Regions from separate parts of the Arachis hypogaea genome. Here region 2 is linked to region 1. The links are chromatin contacts, called in public Hi-C maps. All regions are on one chromosome and are shown on one strand. Each heading gives the region's core, a stretch centred on a gene start, on an enhancer-like site or on the middle of the called end of the contact. The rest is flanking DNA. Distances are from core to core; before and after follow the strand shown.

What was found. Hi-C and Micro-C count contacts between places; a contact is called where the count stands out from the background.
Region 2: a contact with region 1 is called in a Hi-C map of leaf, with 6 times the contacts expected there. The contact joins the promoter of LOC112766690 here to the promoter of LOC112764742 in region 1. A contact is called at or near these places in 3 of 8 Hi-C or Micro-C datasets (all in leaf).

The regions. Positions count from the first base shown.
Region 1 is chr17:108,417,131-108,422,683 of arahy.Tifrunner.gnm2.J5K5, forward strand. LOC112764742 reads right to left here and starts at 3,439. Exons shown (of 1, transcript XM_025810504.3): 1 at 2,675-3,439. The coding sequence starts at 3,320. The coding sequence ends at 2,973. LOC112764740 reads left to right here. Exons shown (of 21, transcript XM_025810502.3): 19 at 356-504; 20 at 624-696; 21 at 1,097-1,649. The coding sequence ends at 1,192.
Region 2 is chr17:108,755,671-108,761,223 of arahy.Tifrunner.gnm2.J5K5, forward strand. LOC112766690 (endoplasmin homolog) reads left to right here and starts at 3,196. Exons shown (of 15, transcript XM_025812588.3): 1 at 3,196-3,447; 2 at 3,588-3,708; 3 at 3,821-3,974; 4 at 4,066-4,146; 5 at 4,269-4,380; 6 at 4,477-4,603; 7 at 4,703-4,841; 8 at 5,435-5,537. The coding sequence starts at 3,381.

The DNA.
Region 1 (5,553 bases), core at 2,189-4,688:
TAAAATAACCGACAACGACAATAACTAAGCATTGTCATTATATTCTACTTATGTATTTAAGTCAACTGTATGCAAACTTAAGGTCAAACTTATGCATGAAAAAGAGGCCAAACTTATTTTGTCTTTAGGAGACTATAATTCAATTCCATTTTAGCTAAATAGAGCCGTCAAATCCAATTCTTGCTTGCTATACTTGGTCATCTAAGTTCAAAATCGCCTATATTAGAAGTTTAAGCATATAGTTTAGTATGATATGTACTTAACCTTTAGTATGTAGGAAAAGGAAATCAAGCTTGTATGTTTTGAATAGTAGCTGTTATATGAACTAACCATCCCTCTTTTAATCCATTTTCAGGGATCGTTGGCATCTTCATCGTTAATCAAAGACGTGGTTTTGGATTCATCTTCTCCCGAAGGTATTTCATCTAGTACACGTGACCTTGTGGGAGATCCACGTGGTGAGATAGGAATCAATAACTCCTGCAAACCTCTGAGACCGAAAAGGTAATTTTGTTTTTGTATTAATGAGTCAATGTTTAACCATGCCATGTTTTGTTTTTGTTCCACGCTTGCGGATTTCATTTTAACGGATTATATCTTATTATTTTATGTCTCTTTATCAGAACACTTATGCCTAAGTCATCCATGTTATCAAGGGACTTTACCTTTGATATTGACGAGAGCGAGAAATTTAAGGTGATTATATGTAGACTTGTAGTCTGTGGTTCTCTGCAATTCCAACTTATATATTCGCTTTTTGTTTTCTTTGTTTTTTTTGTCTCTTTCAATGTTTTGAACTTCTGTTCATACGATAAGTTTGTATTAAGAATACTAGAGAGTCTAGTATAACTATGCTATGGTGGTTATGGTAATTATGCAAGTGTTGTTAACTTAAAGTCATATTTTTTTTTTTTCATTTTGGTAATACTTTTTTTTAAGCAAACACTTTTTAAAAAGCATTGTTTAACAATAGAAAAGCATTATTTTAATTTTAACAATACTTTTTAAAATACTATAGTTAACGTAGTCATCATCATAGTTATATTGGAATGACCCTAAAAATATATGTAAGGTTCGATATTTGTATGGTTTGCAGGGGACAAGAAAGTTAGCTGCAATTGATCAGAAAATATCAAATGGTAGCATCACTCTTCTGCGCTTGCTTAAAGCTAAAAACAACCCTCATCTGTAGCGTGACCACTAAAGAGCTAAAGGAACTAAATTCTGCAACCTTCATCACTTTTAATACGCATTAAACGGTAGGATGTATTTTTTGGGGGAAGGTTATAAATATCTGTGCCCTGCTTCTACAATAGGCGTTTTGGGCTCTTTCCCACAATTAAGCCTTTGACTAATACTGTAAAAAGCTGCCCCGAGAGAGGGACTAAAGTGTGTGTCAAAAAAAAAAAAAAAAAAAAAAAGAAGAATGGAGTGACAAAAGAAAAGAAAAAATGAATGTTCTGATGTTTTTCCCTGGTATTTGAATATTATGATTGTCATTTCAGCACTCACAGTCTAACATTGAACCTTGAACGTTAGGTGTATAAAAGAGTACATCTATTCATGTTTTCGTAGACATGTGCAATACTGACCCAATGTATGGTTTCAATTACAAATATTAGTTGGAACTCGCATCCATTTGGCTAAAAGCATTCTTGACCTCCATGAAAGTAGCTTCTGATTTCTGATATTATCACTATTGAAAACTATTAATATGTCAGAAAATTATTGGCACAGTATCATGTTTCTCACCATCAGAATGGTACTTCGGTGCATGGGTACTATGTAATTATATATAGTTAGATTGAAGAAATAGAAACAGAAAGAAGTCACCGACGAAATTCCTGATAGGAATTTTCTTTGCTTACATATGATCCCATCTATCTAATTATGTGGAGCCTTTTTTGTTGTTACTTCCCGCATCGTTGCCGTGTGTCTTCACATTTTGTGGGTCAATATGGCATTTTGGTTTAGTTGCCAGTCTGATTCTCAACACAGTAGCGTTAAAACTTAAAAGCATTGTTAATATTGTTTATTTGACTTGTTCGCAACTATTAATTCGTACATCACTTGTTAAATATTTTTCATTTTTTTGGATAAAAGTTATTGAACAGAATAGAATAATAAGTTAAAATAAGATGCATCACTAAAATAAAAAACAACATAATAACCCACTTATAATGTTATACACAATATCTAATATAATACACTGACTATAGTGTACTCGCTGGCTACTTAAGGAACGAGATATTATACGAAAAGCGCTAGATATATTCAACCAGCATGGTCCCCCTTCACTCCTCTAGCCAGCCAGGTGTAGATTTCATTTTCCCATCACTCCGACAAGCAATAATAATATTAACATGTCCGTAGTGAAAATATTAATAAATAAATAAAATCAAGTTGTACACAATGTTCGTCGTGAGAAAACAAAGTTTACTCGGCCAATAGAGTGAAGAGCAATTACCAAAAACCCACATGTATATTACCAAGAAGAAGTGATCACACCTTTCACCTCCGCCAACCAATGACTCTACCCACTCTGCTCCCTCCTCCTCCATCCAACAGGCACCACATTCATATCACTCTTAATTATAACATCCTTCACTGTATCACGCAGCAAATAATGCCAAGAGACTTTAAATTGAAGATCAAAACTGAAATTCACTGTGCATTGGTACCAAACAAAATGGAAATTCTTATTTATTCACATGAAATTCCATCTATCTATCTCCGATCAACATTTTACACAAAGCTATTAGTATATAAGTATATATACTCTAAATTAATATGAACAAACACCAAACATTGGGTAAAGCTGCCGCATATATATAATACCTAACCCAAAATAATAATAATAATAATAACAAAATCCAAGCGGAAATCTTGTAGTAACAGCAACGATATACATTTATATATGTTGGTCTCTCTCTGTACCTTTACTAGTATTATGAATTTTGGAAACTGAAGTATTAGAAAGCGGCGTAAGGAATCTGCTGGGGGAGTCTGAAACGGATGTGAGAAGCTGGGGATCTAACCGCGACGCCGTGCCAGCATATGCCTCCCTTGCACATCTCATGGTCATGGTGGTTAATTAGGCTCTGAGCATGACGGCGGCTGAAAGGACACGTGGCTTTACGCGACACGTCCCAAGTGAGTGTGGCCACAAGGATCAAAGCGACTACGGTGGTGGACACAATCACCACAAAGCCACCGCCGAAGCTTTGACCACACACAATAAGCCCGTATGCCTTAACGCACGCGATCACTGCTACATAGATGATCGTCAGGTTGCTCACAACTAGATCACATACCGCCATCAAAAGATAGATGACTTTAACTACTGGCTTGCTTAGCTTAGACACATTCCGTTGCTTTTGTGACTCTCTAACTCTTAGGAATTGCAATGAATAATTGAATATAACAAAAAAAGGAAAGTGAAATGGATCCACTACCTTGTCGTCCACCCGCCGATTTTTTCAAACACCAATCATCTCCCTCCACGTGTCTGTCGTTCCATTTCTTCTTACGTGTCGCTTATGAGTTTGCTTTCCCTATCTTTAACCATCTTTACCAATTTCCACCCTCTTGGTGCTCTTCTTACTCATTTATGATTAAGTTATTAATTACCTTGACGGTTATCCAAAATGTCAAAAATACCCACAAACTAAAAACGTTACCGTGGACGTGACATTATTTAAGGGCTTCACCTTTATATCTCCTAGGCGTCACAATTGACAATCTCATATAATTCTCAAACAAAAATAGTTATTAAAGTTAATTATTATATATTTATTATATTTATTATTTAATTTATTTTTAATATATTTTTATATTTTAATATATTCATGAGTGAAAATAGATTTTGAGGTATAGCTCGTTCTTATGATATTTGAACTGGTTTTTTTTGGAGTAAGGGGAGTGGAACATTGTTTTTTGTGGGGAGGCGGCGTTGGATACCTATAAAGGGACTCCAACGCTCAAGTAAGTAAGAGTATGAGTAATAGAGATGATATTCAGAGTGAATAGCGTACCTTCAGATCAGTAGTTCATTAGTCTTTATAGTGAGTTGTTTGAGTGGTTTGTTATATGGATCAGTTATTCATATCTTTGTTGCAGGTTTGACGGGGTCTGAGGTTTGTTATCATTTGGATTTGTTGGGATGATACTGGCCTGAGTGGGGAGGTCGTTGGGGAGAGTATATCTGCCAGCTATACCAGGTTCCGAGGTTATAGCGGTTGTAGGCCAGGGTTGAGTAACGGATCATAGCCCCCAAGCTTGACCTGTTTTTCTGAGCCGAGGTATAACAGACATAGTTATAAAAATCGGACCGGACCGGCCGGTTCGACCAAAAAACCGGTGAACCGGATTCCTAACCAGTCCGGTTGAGTGATATGATTGGATAAGGAAGAGAACCGTTAAGAACCGGATTGAACAGGCCGATTTTGATAAAAATCGGAAAACCGGCGATTTCTAGTTAACCGACCGGTTCGGAAGCGCTTTTTTTTTTATTATTCATTTTCCAAAACGACGTCGTTTTGGTTAAAAAAAAAAGTCTCGTCGTATACGCACTACCCCCCAAACCCCACTCCCAGGTTCCACTTTCCACTTTTCCCCCCAACCCTAATCCCCTAACGGCTAACCCTCTTCGCCACCACCTCACCCCACTCTGTCACAGTGTCACTCACCCAGCCACCGCCGCCAGCTGCCAGCCGCCAGCCGCCCGCGGTCGTCTTCTTCGTCTCTCCGCCGGTCTGAACTCCGAAGTTTGAAGGAACTAAGGAAGTAGGAACAGGACAGACCCGCGTCTGTCTCTCATCGCCGTCGCCGTTGCCGCGCCGTCGTTATCGCCGTTGCTGCATCGTTGACCTCGCCGTTGCCTCGCTCTTCTGCTGTGTCAAACAGGTTAGCTCCAGTTCTCCTCTGTAGTCTATTCTGCATTTCTTGCTGTTACAGTGTTATGACTTATGAATAATGTTGTTCTGCACTTCCCCTCTGTTCTCTAGTAACCTTAAACTGCAATCTCCTATGTTATTCTATTCTGTGTTGAAAACTTAAAATTTCTGGGATGAATATGCTTGTTGAAAGCTTGAATCTATGAAATATGAATTATGTTGTTTTGTTGATTTGTTCTATGTTGAATATGCTTATTGAAAACGTGAAAATTTGTTGTTTTGTTGATTTGTTCTGGGATGAATATGCTTGTTGACTAATTCTTGAAACCGAGGTGTTGAATATGCTTGTTGAATATGAATAATGTTAATCTAATGTTGTTCTGTTATGAATATGCTTGTGCTGTGAATATTTAAGATTGCTGTGAATAATGTAACTATTTAAGATTGCTGTGAATTTAACTATTTAAGCCTTTAAGGTTGCTGTCTTGCTGAATAGGGAATAGGAATTAGGGAATTTAGGATTGCTATTGTTTTATACTTTTGCTGTTTTGGTACTCCATATTCTTTTAGAATGGTGGTGCATGAAATCGTGATTGTTCATTCCCAGCAACAGCGCCAAAAACTCAGTACGCACGTTCATAATCTCAAATTCTTTTTC
Region 2 (5,553 bases), core at 1,946-4,445, 340 kb after region 1:
TATTTATTCAAGTATGTCCACAAGAGTAATGATAGGGTTACTGCCTCATTTTACCAAACATCTGGTGATCAGTCTCCTCAACAAGTTGTAGATGAGATACGTAACTACTATGATTGTCGTTACATTTCTGCATGTGAGGTAGCTTGGAGGATATTTGGTTATGAGATTCAGCTTAAAGAACCTGCAGTGATTCGTCTACCATTCCACCTACCTGACGAGCAACCAGTTGTTTTCAATGACCATGAGAACATTGCTAATGTTATTCAATGTGTAAATGGTAAGGTTACTAAGTTAGCTGTTTGGATGTTGGCTAATCGTGAGTATCCTTTTGCTAGATCTTTAACATACAACAAGTTTTCTACAAAATTTGTATGGAAAGATGATTCATGCATGTGGTTTCCTCGCAAACAAGACTTTTCTATTAGACGGCTGACTCATGTTCCACGTGGTAACGGTGAGGATTATTACATGAAAATATTGTTAAACATACAAAGAGGATGCATGGGATTTACTGATTTACATACTGTGGATGGTGTGGTATACAACTCATTCAAGAAAACATGTTATGCTTTGGAATTCCTAGAAGATGACAAGAAATTTGTTTATGCAATTCTAGAAGCAAGCACTTGGGCATCTGGAAACTACTTACGAAATCTGTTTGTTGTGTTGTTGATTTCTAATAACATATCTAGACCTGAATTGGTATGACAGCAGTGCTACCAACAATTATCTGAAGATTTATTATATTCATATAGAATTTCAACACTTAATCCAGGTATATCATTCAACATGTTAAATCAATTTTGCTTATAAGATTAAATAATATTTTTTATCTTAAAATACCTCATTAATTGCTTAACAACTTTTTTTTATCTTCATTTTAGATATTCAACTTAGTGATGATCAACTATTGAATATGACTCTTTCAAAGGTTGTGATGATGTTGCAAGCTAATGGTAGGTCACTTAGGGAGTTTAATGGCATTCCTCTCCCTGATTTAGATATCATTGATGGCTTGGATGATCGGATAATAGCTGACGAGCTAACCTTTGATATTGTTGCCCTAAGGAACTAATTAGAAGTTATGTTGTCCCAAATGAACTGTGAACAATAAAATGCTTTTCATAGAATAATCGAAGCCATGAATAATAACCTTGGTGGTTTTTTCTTCATATATGATTATGGTGGAACAGGTAAGACATTTCTATATAGGGCACTTTCTGTAGCTATTCGAGTCAAAGGAGAATTGTTCTTAATATTGCCTCAAGTGGAATTGCATCTCTTTTGCTTCTAAAAGGCCATACAGCTCATTCTAGGTTTAAGATACTTTTGGAATTTAATGAAGATTCTATATGTAGTATAAAACAAGGGTCTCCACTTGCTAAGTTGATTTGCAAAGCAAAGCTTATTATATGGAATGAGGCTCCAATGCTAAATAAGATTTGTTATGAAGTACTCGACAAGTCTTTCAAAGACATACTTAGATCTTCATCATCATACAATGAAGACTTACCCTTTGCTGGTAAGGTAGTCGTACTTGGAGGTGACTTTAGACAGATTATACCTGTTATAAATATGGGATCTAGAAAAGATATTGTACAAGCTATAGTTAACTCATCTTATCTGTGGTCATCGTACAAAGTAATTACTCTTTCTCAGAATATGCGTTGGTGTGCCTGAATCTGAGTCTATTAAAATCAAACAATTTGCTTAATGATTTCTTAGAATTGGTGATGGTCTTGAAGGAGATTCAATTGATGGTGAGTTTGAAGTCAATATTCCAGAAGAGATTCTAATCAAGGACAGTGCTGATGGCTTTGACAATATCATTAAATTTGTATATCCTGGTATACTTATTAATTTACAACAATCAACTTTTTTTTAAGGAGAGAACCATTCTTGCTCTTACACTAGATATTGTGCACGGGGTAAATAATTATATAATAAAGTATATTGAATCCGACGAGAAAGTTTATTTGAGTTCTGACTCCATGTGCGTTGAAAAAGGTAGCATGGAGTCAGAACTTAATACATTTACTCTTAACGTACTAAATGCCATTAACTGCTTAGAGTTATCACCTCATGAACTTATATTAAAAGTAGGTGTTCCTGTTATGTTACTAAAAAATATTGACTAATTTAATGGATTTTGCAATGGTACAAGATTACAGGTAAGGAGATTAGGTAATCATGTAATATAGTGTGTTATTTTGACTGGGGATAAAGTAGAAGATGTTGTTCTAATACTTCGCATGAACATGATTCCTAATAATCCAACGTTATCTTTCAGATTCCAAAGAAGGCAATTTTCATTGCTCATCTCATTTGCAATGACCATTAACAAGTCATAAAGACAGACTCTCAACACAATTAGGTTGTATTTACCCAAACCAATTTTTACACACGAATAACTATATATTATTTTATCAAAGGTTAAATTTAAGATAGATTTAAGAGTATTGATTCAAAATAACACATATATATCTACTTCAACAACAATAAATATTGTGTACAAAAAAATCTTCTAAAATATATCTTAAATTTATATCTTATTTTATTGCTGAATTATATCATTAATAAAATTATATCAGATTAACCATTTATTTCTTATTATTCAATTCACATATTGGTTTAGAACATTATAAAAATATATATACATAAACAAATTTATTTTTTATTATCATTTAAAAACTTTCTTTTAACTACATAAATTAATTACTTCCCATTATATATAAACATTTAACAACCATACGTATATATAATATTATTAATTATAACTTTTAATTATATTAAATTATTATTATATATCTTTTATTCACTTTCCAAAATATTCTCTATGTTTATAGTTATCAACCGTTATTTTTAAATTTGTTTCAATTAATTTATAATTATATATACATAAATTTTTTTATACATGATACGAATTATTACACTAGTTAAAATAATGGAGAAAAATAATGTTAGTGAAATCCATGCAGATCTAAGGCCACCAGAAATTGCCACGTATACAGAAAAACTGGAACCTCGAACCAATAACTTGGTGCCACGTTTCACAAGAGGCAGTGGCATTGCCAATCAAATTGATCGTAGACTTGGAATTACAAGTCGTTCCGTAGGGTCGTCCACAACATTGACGTTCTCCACGTCAAGGGAAACAGAATAAGCCAATAAAACCAAGCCACGTTTCGAGACCACATCTTCAACCGTCAGATCATCCACGGTGGCAAAATGGAGCGAGTCAGAGCCTCGTGTCACAAGTCCTCGTAACGATCACGGTAGCAATGCAAAACCCAAGTATATAACGAACCTGAGAAGAGTGACTGCACTGGTAGAAGTGTGCAAAGCCGAAGAAGGTACTAGAAACAAAGCTAGCTACTACGATGAGGAAGTGGACGCTCCCTTCCGCTCTTCTTCTCCTTTCTCTCCTCCTCCTATTTGCAGATCAAGGCGAGCCATCTTCATTCATTGCACTTCTTCATCTTCTTCTTTTCTGCTCTCTGTTGTTGCTAATCGTTCCGTACCAGCTAGCTAGCTCTTCTACTTCTTAGCATTTCTAAATTTGAATCTGATTTACGATGTTTGGATAGGTCGCAAGCTTCAGGCAAATGCCGAAGCTGATTCTGACGAGCTTGTAGATCCACCTAAGGTTGAGGACAAGATCGGTGCCGTTCCTAACGGTCTTTCCACAGATTCAGATGTCGCCAAGAGGTGCTTCATATTATAATTTTGTTTTCTTCAATTCTGTTAATATTATTTTTGCTTTTGTTTTTGGTTAACCCATTATTTGGTGATTGAAAATGTGTGTTTGTGTGATTCTTAGGGAGGCGGAGTCGATCTCGAAGAGATCTCTTCGCAACAACGCGCAGAAGTTTGAGTTCCAGGCCGAAGTTTCTCGGCTTATGGATATTCTCATCAACTCTCTCTACAGCAACAAGGATATTTTCCTCAGGGAGTTGATCTCTAATGCTTCTGACGTAAGCACATTTCCTCTTATGCAATGCGTTTCGATAATCTTAGACTTCAATTTTCTGTTGATGATGAAAGCTCCCCGTCGTATTATTTTAGGCGCTGGACAAGATTAGGTTTCTCTCTCTCACCGATAAGGAGATTCTGGGGGAAGGTGATACTGCCAAGCTCGAAATCCAGGTTAGCACTACAAATGTTTGACATTATGTCTAAGTAATGAATATATTAGCACAACTGTCGTTTACATGGTTTATTTATATGTTTGTTACTTAGACATTTTACTGCTTGTGGTGAAATGACAGATTAAGTTGGACAAGGAGAAGAAAATCCTTTCCATCCGAGACAGGGGTATTGGTATGACAAAGGAGGATTTAATAAAGAATTTGGGGACCATAGCAAAATCTGGAACCTCAGGTATATATGATATAGCTTATGGCTTATGGCCTTAACTGACAGAATTCCCATTTCTAAGGAGCAAATACATTAACTGAAAACTATCCATACATGCAGCGTTTCTTGAGAAAATGCAATCAAGTGGTGATCTCAATCTTATTGGGCAGTTTGGAGTTGGTTTCTACTCTGTGTACCTTGTGGCTGACTATGTTGAAGTAATTAGCAAACATAATGACGATAAACAGTATGTCTAATTTTCACACCTGATATTGCTTTTTTATTGATAGTTTGTTAGACTGTTGTCCATGGAATCTTACCTTCCTTTTTCTTCTTAAAAACCCAGGCATGTGTGGGAATCTAAAGCTGATGGAGCATTTGCGATTTCTGAAGATACATGGAATGAACCACTGGGACGTGGTACTGAGATTAGGCTACACCTCAGAGATGAAGCTGGGGAGTACTTGGAGGAGCATAAGCTTAAGGTATGAACCTAACTTTTAGTATTGTTTTGTAGAGTTTAATTTTGATATCCTGACATTTATCTAATTAGATTCATGCATTTAGATTATTTTTTAAGTAGCAGATTTGGAAATTAAAAATTTTTTGCTAATATGACAATACACTGTTAGTTGTTTGTGTAAAATTCTTTTACACAGACCAAGCATGAAAAATAAAAAAATTCTTGTTTTATAATAGAATTAACAACATGAAACTATACTGCTTAGGACTGCACCATGGGCTTTTGTTATATTAATCTAAATTGCAAGTGTGTACTGCACACTTACAGGAAGCATATACTGCGTATTTTCTTTGCTAACGATTATAGATGTGTATAGAGGTGTATTCTCAGGGCAGTTTTTGTTTCATGGTTACAAGTACTGTACCTTTTTTATTCAGAGCTGTTGCCAAACTTTTAAGTGGGCGCCTCTTTATTTTCCTACTAAGTGTTTCATCTTTATCTTGTATTAACATATATACAATTTTTTGGTGTTCTTTTGTTGCTTCATTTTGTGTTGCTTGGAATTCATTCATAGTGCATTGTGGAATCTAATTCACTACCTATTGATTGACACAGGAATTGGTAAAAAAATACTCTGAATTTATTAACTTCCCTATTTATCTCTGGGCAAGCAAAGAGGTTGATGTGGAGGTCCCTGCTGATGAAGATGATGAATCATGTATGTGTTTACCATT